Linked DNA regions of Canis lupus: region 2 is linked to region 1. Evidence: chromatin contacts called from public Hi-C data. All regions are on one chromosome and are shown on one strand. The core of a region is the stretch at or near the end of the contact, and the rest is flanking DNA. Distances in the headings are between cores, read along the strand shown. Region 1 holds the start of SLC16A11 (monocarboxylate transporter 11). Region 2 holds the start of YBX2 (Y-box-binding protein 2).

What was found. Hi-C and Micro-C count contacts between places; a contact is called where the count stands out from the background.
Region 2: a Hi-C map of blood shows a contact between it and region 1, with 9 times the contacts expected there. The contact joins the promoter of YBX2 here to the promoter of SLC16A11 in region 1. A contact is called at or near these places in 2 of 9 Hi-C or Micro-C datasets (amygdala and blood).

The regions. Positions count from the first base shown.
Region 1 is chr5:32,269,830-32,275,959 of UU_Cfam_GSD_1.0, forward strand. It overlaps SLC16A11 (monocarboxylate transporter 11), which reads right to left and starts at 2,858. Exons shown (of 5, transcript XM_038536606.1): 1 at 2,646-2,858; 2 at 1,899-2,106; 3 at 1,490-1,633; 4 at 554-1,321; 5 at 178-467. The coding sequence starts at 2,100. The coding sequence ends at 223.
Region 2 is chr5:32,454,045-32,460,174 of UU_Cfam_GSD_1.0, forward strand. YBX2 (Y-box-binding protein 2) reads right to left here and starts at 2,717. Exons shown (of 9, transcript XM_038536649.1): 1 at 2,407-2,717; 2 at 1,748-1,811; 3 at 321-354. The coding sequence starts at 2,683. LOC111095872 (a long non-coding RNA gene) reads left to right here and starts at 4,120. Exons shown (of 3, transcript XR_005359459.1): 1 at 4,120-4,240; 2 at 5,802-6,130.

The DNA of each region.
Region 1 (6,130 bases), core at 1,608-4,107:
GCTCCATGCCCAGCGGGGATCCCACTGGGGGCACAATCCCACGACCCTGAGATCATGACCTGAGCCAAAATCAGGTCAGAGGCTTAACAGATGGAGTCCCCCAGGCGCCCCCTTGAATATCTTAAGTAGAAAGAATGTTTTCAGCCTCCTCAACTGGCTGAGTTGGAGCTTGTGAGAAACTGGGTAGAAATTCTTTATTGGGGGAGTGGCTCAAACAAATGGTCAACAAGTGGTGTCCCGAGTGGATTGAGAGCCTCCTGGGGAAAGCAGAGCAACTTGAGTAGTGGGGAGCAGTTCCCCCCTCTCAGGGGGAGGAGAGGTGGCCTGCTGGGAGGCTGGCAGGGAGGCTGGTGGGCAGGAGGGCAGCGCCCCTGGCAGCCCCAGGTAGATGAAGCTGCCAGAGAGGATGAAAGAGCCGCAGGTGAGGAAGGAGGCCGTGAAGTCTCCCGTCTTGTCCCTTAGGAAGCCTGTGAAGAAGGGGAAAGGAATTCAGGGGCCTGGGACCCAGGGGCACAGGATGGTGGCCGAGGGATCTGGTGGCTCAGGCCCTTACCTGACAGCGGGGGGCCCAGAAGCCCCCCAAGACTCATCAGCATCATCACCAGCCCTGTGGCCTGCACGACGCCTCCGAGGCCCACCAGCCCAGGGAGCACACCGAAAACCAGGGGTGCGTAACTTCCCGCGCTGAGCCCGTAGGCCCCCGCCGCGGCCAGCAGGGGCCCCTCGCAACCCTCCGGGCTCCCCAGCAAGGGCGCCAGCCCCACTGCCAGAAGCCCCAGCCCCGTCAGGGCCCCGAACCCCGCCAGCAGCCGCGAGAGGGGCACCCAGCCTTGGTCGGCCAGCCAGCCGCTGACGAGTCGCGCACCCGCATCCCCCACCGCAGCCACCGCCACCACCAGCGCCGCTCCATACCCTCCCAAGCCCCGGTCCAAAGCGTGGGGGGCCAAGTGCACATAGGGGACGAAGTACCCGCCCCCGACCAGGGCTGTGCCCAGAGCAAAGACTAGGAAGGCCCGGCGCGCGAAGAGATCCAGGCCGAATGCAGCCAAGGGCCCGCGGGGTCGCGCCGGGGGGTCGCCAGGGAGCACCAGGGGTCGCAGCAGGGCGCCACAGGGGGCCAGATGGAGGGTAACGGCGCTAAGGAGGAGCAGGGCGCCCCGCCAGCCGTAAGTATCAAGGAGGAGCTGCAGGGTGGGCGCCAGGAGCAGCGAGGAGGCCCCGTTGCCCGTGAGCGCCAGCCCCACAGCCAAGACTCGACGGCGGGAGAAGTACCGGGACAGCGTCCCGAGGGCCGGGGCGAACACCAGGGCCCAGCCAGAGCCTGCGAACCGACAGGACCAGGTGAGGACGGGGAGCTAGGGCACGCGCGCGCCGCAGTGATCCCAGCCCTGACCCTCGCAGGAGGCCCCGCCCCCTTGGCCTCCAGCCCCCAGGAAGCGCCGCTCTCCAACATCACCCCTAAGGGTCCCGGGTGTCCCGCTCCCCTCACCAGCAAGGACGCCCAGGCCGAGGTAGAGGTGCAGCAGACTGCGGGCGAAAGCCGAGAAGACGAAGCCCAACGAGGTGAGGACGCCCCCGACCATCACCACGGGGCGCGCCCCCCAGCGGGTGCTCAGAGCGCTGCCCACTGGGCCTAGGAGGGGGCGGAGTCAAAGGGAGACACGCCCCTGGGCCCCCAGACTCGAGCCAGCCCTTCTAGGCTGCTTGCCAGGCCTAAGCTCCTCCCCAGCCCAACACCCCCCTCCCCTTGACCTCAAGACCCTCTCTTTTTTAGAACTCAATCCCACCGGCTCCCCCTTTCTCGGGTTGTCTGGTCATCAGGTGGGTCCTCCATCACCACGCACACGCTCCGCCAGGCCACCCCGGTGCCCGCCTCCCACCTCGGGGGCCCCCCTCACTGGCTGCCTGCTGCACCGCCAGGGCCAGGGCGCTGACCCACGCAGTGTCCTGAGTGTTCCGGTCAAAGTGCTCCGCGAGGTCAGGGAGGGCAAGGCCCAGGGAGCGCAACAGCCCGTAGGAGAGCCCGTTCACCGCGAAGGCTGCGGCCGCCACCACCCAGCCCCAGCCCCCGTCCGGGGGTCCGGCCGGCTTGGGGGTCATCGCCGTCTGGGGAAGAGGGGAACACACTACGTCTGTGCCTCCTCAGGGACCCGGGCATCCCTGAGATCCAGGTTCTGGCCGCTCGCCCAGGGTGGGCACGTCACCCCGAGCACCGCACGGCGCGGGGGAGGGATGGGAACCAGGCCTAGGGCTACATCTCCGGGGTCCGCGCGAGCTCCCGGGCCCGGGACGCCCCCACCCACACACACCCCTGCCCCTTACCCGACCTCTCCGGGCGGCGGGGGAGGGGAAGGGCGAGGAGCAGCTCGGGCCAGGTGTTCTCCCCGCTTGCTGCGCGGGCGGGGCCCCAGCGGGGAGCGAGCGCGGAGCGCCGGGATGGAGCCCCACCTGGGCCGGCTCTCTCGGTAAACAGAGATCGCCACTGGGGACCGAGTCACCTGGGACGCTGGGGTGCGGAGGGCGGGGGAGGCGACACCTTCAGCCAATCGGCCGAGCCGCGGGGGTGAGGCCAGCCGCTGAGTCCCACGGGGATTGAATTATCTACACACAATCCTTCCACCCCCGCCCGGCTCAAGCCCACGCACCTGCGGCCTGCTGCTCGCGGTGGAAACGCGCGGATTGCCATCCCGGGCAAACCCGGGGCGGATCGGCAACCCTTGCAAATCCTCCAAAGTCTGCCGCGATGAGTATTTTTGTTCTCAGGGACCTTTTGTTGGGGGGGGGGAGGGGGAGCGCAGATAATTGTCGGATATCATATCACCGACCTCCACTGAGTTCTCATTCTTTGTTCAACAATAACCAGCTCTCAAGGGCCAAGCGGAAGAGGATTCCCCCGTTTTGAGGAGCTGTAGTGTGCCAGGCACTTGATGCAAGTCACCTGTTCATGCTCACATGAAACGGCTGAAGAAGATGCCATGCCCATTTTACAGACGAAGTCACCGAGGAATAGAGTGATTAGATGCCTCGTCCCCAAAGCACCCAGCTTAAAGATGGTGGAAATATTTGAATTTGGATCTGTCCAAGTGCAGAGGGTACCAGAGAACAGCAATAGGACTGAAACAGAATGCCACAGTGGAGGGAATGGCCTGGGGGCAGTTTGATGCCTAACTGGCCTGGAAATGGCAGGGCCTTTGCAGGGCCAGGGCGTTTACGATTCTAAGAGAAGGGTCACTGGGAAAAAGGAAGGATCCAGGGGATTGGAACCACTGAAGACTCAGATTTTAAAAGCAAAGTAAGAAATCCGATAAGTGAACCCAAAGCATTAATTTCTCAGCAAACTTTATTTAAAAGTATCCTTTTTACCTCAAGGTTACTTTACTTCAGCTGTTTGAATCAAGAGATGTGCTTTTTGGTTTAATTGTTACACGGTAGCAGAAAATTTGGCAATTTACAGTTTGGAGCCAGCCTCCCTGAGAGCCACATGGTGGCAGTGTTTCCTAGTTGTTGAGAACGTATCTGCAACTCGAGTAAAACAACCACATTTCTCTGCTTTGGATATTAGGCCTTGCATGCCCCAAAGTGCACTCCCCCCACCGCGGCATCCCATCTCCCTCCTCTCTCTCCTGTGCCCTTCTGACAGCCCTAAGCGCCTCACCTGCTCCAAGGACATGCCTAGCTTTTCCTTACCCCTGAATTTGTACATCTGGGCTCCCCTCTCCTTGAAACGTCCTGGACGGAGAACAGGGAGTCCATGAGGGTTGCCAGTCCTGCCATGTACACCCTAGGAAAGTGATCTCACTGGTTTCTGGGCTCCTATTATGGGAGATACCTGGCAGGTGAAGCTGGAGGAGCAGGAAGCTTATGTCCTGAACTGGCTGCTGAGGACTCAGTCCCAAGCAGAGCCCCCTCCCCCCCAACAAATCACACCCTCTGCACCATGGAGTAAACATATAGCGCAAAGAGGAGACTGGGCCTCCTGGGTCTAGGAGACGTACAAAGTGACGCCAAGCATCTTTACGGGTTACTTATGAACCCAGAGGGCATCCCAAAGCCTGGGAGTGGGGTAAGTGATCATCAAAAGACATCAAAAGGCAGCCCGGGTGGCGCAGCGGTTTAGCACCACCTGCAGCCGGGGGTGGGATCCTGGAGACCTGGGATTGAGTCCCACGTAGGCTCCCTGCATGGAGCCTGCTTCTCCCTCTGCCTGTGTCTCTGCCCCCCTCTCTCTCTCTGAATAAATAAATAAATCTTAAAAAAAAAAAAAAACCCAAAAGGCACGGCCCTCGATGATCATTAGCCCAAATGATCATCACTACACATCTTTTGCCTATGGAGCTCACACAGCATTGAGGTTGGGACAATGGACTTCCCAAGCTGGACTCTCCACCAGGTATTAGCTGTAGGATTGTGAGCAAGTTGTGTGCTTCAGCTTCCTCATCTCTAAAATGGGGATCATGAGAGTAGCTACCTGGTAGGGCTGGTACAGGGTTGGAATGAGTCATTGTGTAGACACACACGTTTATGGGACCTAGCTCAGTGCCTGCAGTGTGCTATGTGTCAGTCGCTGTTGCTGCGATTATTGGAGGACCCTGGCTGGACCCTCCAGTGCTGCCACCCTCTCCCCACATGCCTAGACGGCAGAGAACCATATTGGTCTCATGAGTTCTCAGCAGAACTACACAGGTTATAAGATATGAGTGGTGACAAAAAGGTCAAGTGAATTTGTTTTTCCTTTATTTTTTATTTATTTATGATTTTTTTTTGTTTTTCCTTTATGGTGAGCAGTTTTCTTAGCATTTTCCAAAGTTTATGAGAAAATGCTAGCCTCCCTATCTTGACTATGAACAAAAAAGAAAGGAGTCAAAATAAGCTTTGTTCGTTTGCTCCTTCATACAAAATATTTATAGACATGAACCATGCCAGATGCTATGCTTAGGGCTAGAGATACAACTATGAATAATACAGTCTCTCCCCTCCGAGCCCCCACAATGAAATTAGGGAAAAGGTGAAATGCAGAGAGCTCAACACAATGAGATGGACACAGACCTCACGGCGTGCTGCATGGGAGGAGCTGACTCATTCCACTTGGGCCTGCTGGGAAGGCTTCACACAAGAGGAGCCCTTTATGCCGGGTCTTGAAGGATGAGTAGGAGTTTGCCAGATGGTTGCGTGGGCAGGGGCATTCCAGGCAATGGGAGCAGCTTGTGGAAAATCACAAAGGCATGAACCAGCTTGGCATATTATTTATTGTTTGGAGAGCTGCAAATAGCAACTCTGTGGAGACAAGAGAGCATGGAGGATAGCACAGGGCAGAGACTCCCATAGTCACAGGTCTCAAAGGCCAGGCTAAGGAATCCAGATGCTTCCCCAAAGACTGATGCTTCACCCAAATTTCCAGTGATGTTAGCATTCACTAGTAGTCAGTAATACTCGATGCTGAGCTGAGAATGGGGACTCCCATCAGCCGGAGTGGGCAAGAAAGTCGGGGGTCTTATACCTTTTCTTGATGTGGGAAATGTCTTTGAAACATCTTGTCTTACCTTGAAAATTCATGTGGACATTTGCATCCTACTTCATTCTGCTTCATAATCTTTTTTTTAAAGATTTATTCATGAGAGAGGGGGTGGGGAGAGAGAGGCAGGCTCCCTGTGGGGAACCCAATGCAGGACTCGATCCCAGGACCCCAGGATCACAACCCAAACTGAAGGCAGATACTCAGTCACTGAGCCACTCAGGGGGCCCCCATAATCTTCTTCTTTTTTTTTTTTCAGTTTTATTTACTTAAGTCATCTCCACACCCAACATGGGACTCAAACTCACAACCCCAAGATCAAGAGTTGCATGCACCAGCCAGGCACCCCCTCTACTTCATAATCTTCGATGTGTGGGAAAATAATGCTTTAAATGACTAAGTAAATTATTTAAGTTTTTCTCCCCAGGTCCTCACTGGTGATGCAGCGAAACCCCCTGCAAGAACAGTAATGGCCTGTCCCCACCCACTGCCAATCTGCAGTGGGCGCCTCCCCTGGGACAGTACTGAGCCAGAGACTCTTGAAACAAGCAGACCCAGGGCCTGGTGCTCCACGGGATGGGGCGGAATCAAAAGGAGCAGCTCTGAGGGACCAGCCTG
Region 2 (6,130 bases), core at 1,467-3,966, 180 kb after region 1:
AAGTATTCTAGCCTGTGTCGGCTCCCTCCGCATGCTGCCTAGGACTCGTCCTTGTGTTACCAGGTCCCGGTGTAGGTAGTGAGCATGCCACGGCCAGAGGGCAACAAGTTCATTCCTCACAGACACAACCTGACACAAGTGGGGCCAATGGTGGGGAATACAGGCACCTGATGGAGGGGGAGGGGAAGCCATTTCTCCTGGCCATGCTGTCGTGAGGGGAAGAGCAGGAAACCGCTGTGTGCTGCTAAGGATTACAGCAAAGACCTTCAGAGAGAGGGTGGGTTCCCTCCACACCCTCCCCAAACCAACCTAGCTCTTACCTGGTGAACAAAGACATCCTCCTTGGTGTCATTCCTGCAGAACAGGGGGCTGGTTATGGGGTGCTCTTGGTGAGGCCTCCCAGCCCGGCCCTAAAAGCAGCAGGCCCACCCTCACCAGCCTCCCCTGACTCCTTGGGGGTAGACGGGGCCCAGTGTGACAAGAGCCAGAGACTGGTGAGAAGTATACCAAAAACCTCAGCGAAAGCCCTGAGCTCCCTAAGGGTGGAGGACAGGCAAAGTCACCTTGAAGAAGTCAGGCAAGTTCTGCACCTGCTGAGGACTCGCCCCTCTGCTCCTGGGGCACCTTAGAGCCTGGCAGTGCTCAGTCTAACTGTTCCAGGCCAACACCCCTCTGTTCCAACCCCCACCATGGCTGCAAAATCCCTCTTCAGCCCTTCCCTTCTGCAGTCAGGAAAGGGGGATAAAGAGCAGCCTGGATAGGGGTGCAGAACAAGTCTGAGAATGGGACAAGTTGGCACGATCCTGCTCGGAACTCCCCCAGGACTTGCTTCTCACCCTCAGCCAGGAGGTGAGCCCCAGGGGCAGGCCCCGGGCTCAACAAACTGAGAGACTGAGAGTGAGAAAGAGTATTGGGCCATTCTCTATCATGACTTGCTCGTTACCCCCACTTGATCCCAGCACCCCATGGCAGGGGTGGGGGGATGTGAAGGTTTTCCTTCAGAACGTCCCAGGAGCCCTCAGCTTCCAGAATTAGAGAGGGATCCTTCCCTAGATCAAATGTTCCAGCTTTAAAGCACTTGGAGCTGCACAAAGGTCAGGCTGCTAAGAGGGAACCAGGGCCTCCCAGGAGGGCTGGGCCAGGCCGGCTGCCGGACATGGGGAAGGGCCCACTGGGGGAGCCCTGGCTCTGCTCAGAATCTGCCACTACTGCCCCTCCCAGTAGTGATGGGGGTGGGGGGATTGGGGCTGCCCAGCTGAAGGGAACCGGCAGGGCTGGCTTCCTTCCCCAACAGCCACCCCCCTCACCAGCCCACAGCCCCATCAGGTGGGGGGATTCAAATGAGCCAGCAGCCCTCTAAGGGAGATGAGTCAGGGGAGTGCTCCTCCAGCCGCCCCAAACAGGAAATGAGGGAGGATTCCAGCCCGGAGCCCTGAGGCACAGACAGCAGGTACATTCTGCCCCAAAGGCGAAGCAAACTAAACCACAAGGTGAGACAGGCAAGCCAGGTGGCTCCGAGCCAGGTTTGCCAAGTTCCTAGATCATTAACTCTCTGCTGCCCTCGGAGATGTGGAGGAGGCTCATCTTGCCCCCATTTGTGCGGCGGTTAAATGCTTTCAATCAGCGTCAGCTGGACATTGCAACCATGTGCCTCAGCAGGGGTAGAGAGGAGGTGGGGAAGGTGTCCAGTCCCACGGGCCAGATTGGAAGACACCCCTGCCACCCCCTCCCTGGGTTTCTAAGATACCTGTTGATGAATCCGTAACCATTCCGGACGTTGAACCATTTGACAGTGCCCAGGACTTGGATGGCTGCCAGGCAGAGATGCAGTGGGGGCAGTAAGGTGGGGGGAAGAGATGGGGTTGGGCTCAGTTTGGAAACACTCCAAATCGAATCTACCTCCCTTTACCTATTAAGCTTAACTTCAAGCCACCGGGTTTCACCCAGTGGCTAGCTTTAAGGCATTCTGATCCCAGGTCCACCAAACGGAGGCGCCCACACAGAGGGGGCTCAGGCTTTCGAGACCCTTCCAACTCTAAGTCACATTTCTCCTGAGCCACAAAGCCCGGCCCTTCACCTAGAACCAGGTACTCACCCGGCCCACCGGTTCCTGCCCTCCCAAAGAAAGGGTTCCCGGTGCACCTGCTTCCCAGGCTGGGATTCGGCTGGGACTAGGCCGAGCCTCCCGCCGCAGGGGGCGTGCCCAGGGCACCAGTCGGGAAGGCACGGCAGGATTGCCCACCAGGGGAACCCACTCTGGTCAGCCGCCCCCTGGCCCAGCTAGTCCTTTGAGCCTCGGGCGCCAGGCCAGCCTCCGGGGGCTTCCTGCATCGCGTGGGCTCCGCGACGCCCCTCCCCCAGCCCGTCGACCCCGTAGAGCCGCTCTGGCACGCGCCCTCCCCTCACCCAGCACCGGCTTGTCCGCCTGACTCCGGGCCGGGGGCGCGGGGGTCCCCGAGGCTGCCGTCGCCGGGTTGCCAGGGGTGCGGGGACCCGGCGCCGAGGGGGTCCCAGCAGCGGGGCCCGAGGCGGCTCCGACCCCGCCGCCGCCCGCCCCGCTGCCTGCTTTCTGTGGCTCCCCCGCGGGCACCGGCACCACCACCGCTACCACCCCTGCCGCCGTCGCGGGCACCGTCGCCGCGGGGGCCGCTGTCGCCACCGCTGCCGCCTCCGCCTCGCTCATCCCGCCGGGTCCGGTACCGGCCCCCGCCGCCGCCTCCGCCTCCGCCTCCTCCGCCGCCGCCACCGCCCCGGCCCCTCCCCCCGGCTCGCGAACCCGCCGCCCGGCTCGGTCCTCGCGCCCCGAGCCTCGCCCGCACGCCGCCAGCCGGCCTCCGGCCGAGGCCAATAGCAACCCGCAGCCGCGGCGCGCGCAGGCCCCGCCTCCCGGCCACGGGCCAATTGGAGAGGAGCAGCTCCCCCGGCGCGCACACCGGCCACGCCTCCCGGACTTCGCGCGGAGGCCAAGGCCCCCCGCTCACCGCCCCGTAAGTACATGTGGGCCCCGCCCCTCGGGCGTCACGTGACAGCGGCCGGCACAGCCCATTGGCCGGCGGCCCCTCGCCCCTTCCCCCTTCTCCACCGGCCGCGGGAAATCAAACGGGCTGGTCGCGCCCCAACCGCCACCTGGCTGCTGCGCGCAGGGCGGGGCGGGGGGGCGCAGCTCCAGGGTTGCCCCTGACGACCCGGGAGGGGGCTGGCGCCGACCGCCTCGGCTCCGGCTGCGGTCGGCCCCGTTCCTCTCTGCCCTCGCCCTCCAGACGCCGCGTACCCGCCCGCGCTGCACAAGGATGACTACCCAGCTCGTAGCTATGCTCCCTTTTGCATCAGAGGTAGAATCCACGGAGCAAAATGCACGACTCCGTTTATCCGTGCGGCCGACACCGCGGTCAAACAGAGCTCCCCTCGACCCCTTCCAGGCACCCCAACATCCCCGCGGACCCCGACGGTTTCTGGGTGCCGGCTGCCCCGTCCGGCTCCCGGGCCGTTCCCTCCACCTTCCATCTTTTCCCCCAAGCGGCCAGGCTCTGCGGCCTCTGGGCCTTTGCAGGGGCACTGTCCTCCCCCTGGAACGCGCCTCTGTGCTTCTCCGGGCGGCCTACTCTCTGGCACATCATCCTTTATTCTTCTCTTTCCGTGCTTGAACATCTGAGCGCCTCCTGCACCTGCCCGTTTATTCTCCCCCTGCACCGCCTCGGCCCCGTGACGCCGAACCGCACGGCTGTAAGAACTTGGCGGCGGCGCGCCTGACGCCCGCAGCGGCCACTCACTGTTTCTTGGAGAAATACACGGCCCCCATCCTGCAGACGGGAAGACTGAGGCCTGGGCGAGGCTCTCCCCAGGTGCCTCGGGAGCCCTGCGGGCTCCCCCAAAGCTGCATTCTCCCTCCAGGCTGCAGAGGTCGCTCCTTCCGAGGGCCGCCCCCTCTTCGGCCCCGAGACCTGGACGGCGCGCGCGTATTTTTAGCCGGGCCTCTGAGCGCCAGCAGCCCTTGTGCCCGCACGCGCCCGGGTCCCAGGGGCCGCTCTCCCTCGGCTGCCGCGGCCAATCCCGGTGCCCGCGCGCCCTCTGCCGGCCGCGCCCGGAGGCACCGGCTCCCCCCCCCCCCCCCCCCCCCCGCCCAGTCCTCCGCGGTGTCGCCACCTGCTCCCCCGCCCGCCCCAGCCCTGCGGCCCTTCCCGAGGCCACTGTCCTCTGTCGCAGCGCCTTGGGGAGCGCGGACACAAAAGGCAGGGGATAGGTAAGAAAACGACTAAGTGGCAAGGCAAGGCCGGGATGGACGCAGAGAGGACCACCCCTCCCTTGGGCTAAGGACCCATGCACCTGTGTCCAGCCAGGAGCCCGAGGAGTGCAGAAGCGGGAGGGCAGGGCGGGGCGAGGCAAGCGGGAGCCACGGCGAGGGGCCTGGGCGGCAGAGGGAGCACGCAGGAGGTGCCGAGGGCGCGGACTGGTTAACCGAACTGTGAGATGAGAGGAAGTCCCCAGGAAGGGTGAGCCCTATGATAGGGGTAAAAAGATGTCAAGAGGACCTCCCTGCCCGGCGTGGGGCAACGAGGGACAAGTGCCCTGCGACAGCGCAGAGGCAGGAAACAGTGACGTGCTGTCTATATCCATGGACAGGAATTAGCAGGTGCCCCGGCGACAAGCAGTCAATGTGCCTGTTCAGTTGGAGGGTTTGCAGGTGTGATTTTCCAGTGATTTAAATATGTTTCAGGGCTAGAACTAACAAGGGCTCCTGGCCATTCTAGCCAAAAGACTTCCTCCTCTGTCACTGCCTCCCCGTTAGCTCCTGTCCACCTAAGTTCACCGTCTTGCTTGACTTGCTCACTGTTTTATTTATTTATTTTTAAGATTTGATTTATTTATTCTTGAGAGACACAGAGAGAGAGGGGGACACAAGTAGAGGGAGAAGCAGGCTCCCTGCGGGGAGCCCGATGTGGGACTCGATCCCAGGACCCCAGGGTCACACCCTTGAGCCAAAGGCAGATGCTCAACCGCTGAGCCCCCCAGGCACCCCATGCTCCCTGTTTTAAAAATTAATACATTAAAGCAAAAGCCCTCCCTCCTTAAATGTTGTCCTTTGCAGCTCTATCAAAGAAACACCAGACTTCCTGAAAGCAGTCTTTAGGGTGGTGTCTACTTCCTCTTGTGTCTTTCACACCCCACCACCCCAGATCTGGTGTCTGCCCCCCAGCTGTCTTCAGCAGTGGTCCACGAGCCCTTGCTGATGGGGGCAGTCATTGCCTGGCATCTGCTTCTCTTTCTACTCGGTTGGGACAAGTGTTCCTGCTGTGGCTCCCACCATGCTCTCGGGCCTCTCCTTTTGTGGCTCATCCTCCTCCACCAGCCTCAGTCCTTTCTGGACGGTCTTCTCCTGCCACCAGGTCATTCTATTCATAGTTTGGGCGGCCACCTGCCGCTGAGGACTCTGAAGCCAGTGTGCCCAGCCCCTCCCCCCTCCTAGCAGACTCAGAGCCCACTCCCTCTAGCTGGTCCCCCTGCCCCGCCCCACGCAGGCTTCTGACCCTCGAGGAACCTGCCTGTAAACTCCTCATTCGCCTCCCCCCCACCGCTGCTCTCTGAGCCAGTGCCCACACACGATGGTTCTCTGGGGCCCATCACTCACTTGCAGGAGGCCCCCTGGCCACCCAGGCGTGGCACCACAAAGGTGACGCTGTGTGGTATCACCCAAATGGAGACACTTGAGATTTAAGATGCTCCCAGTGACCTCCACCCCGCCCCCCGACACACACACCTTCTCCTCATGGCCCAAACCAGAGTTTACATCTTCTCTCCTCCAGCACCTGCTCTGTCTTCTCAGCTGCTGCCAAGAGGACCTACAGAGGTCCGCGGACCTACAGCCTTCACCTCATCTCCTGATGGCCCTTGAGTGGCTGTCCCAGCTTTCCAAGCTCTGCAGGCACTGCCAAATCCTTGACCTTTCCTCCACCCTCTGCCTCCGTGTCCCATCTGCCGCCTCTGATATTACTTACCACCTCCTTGAAACCTCCTCCTTGTCTTGTGGGTGGTGGTGGTTGTGGGTTTTTTTTTTTAACCAGATGGTAACAAGAGTTAATATTTATTTAGTGCTTAACTATGTGCCACACGCTGTGCTAAGCATTTTAGGCAC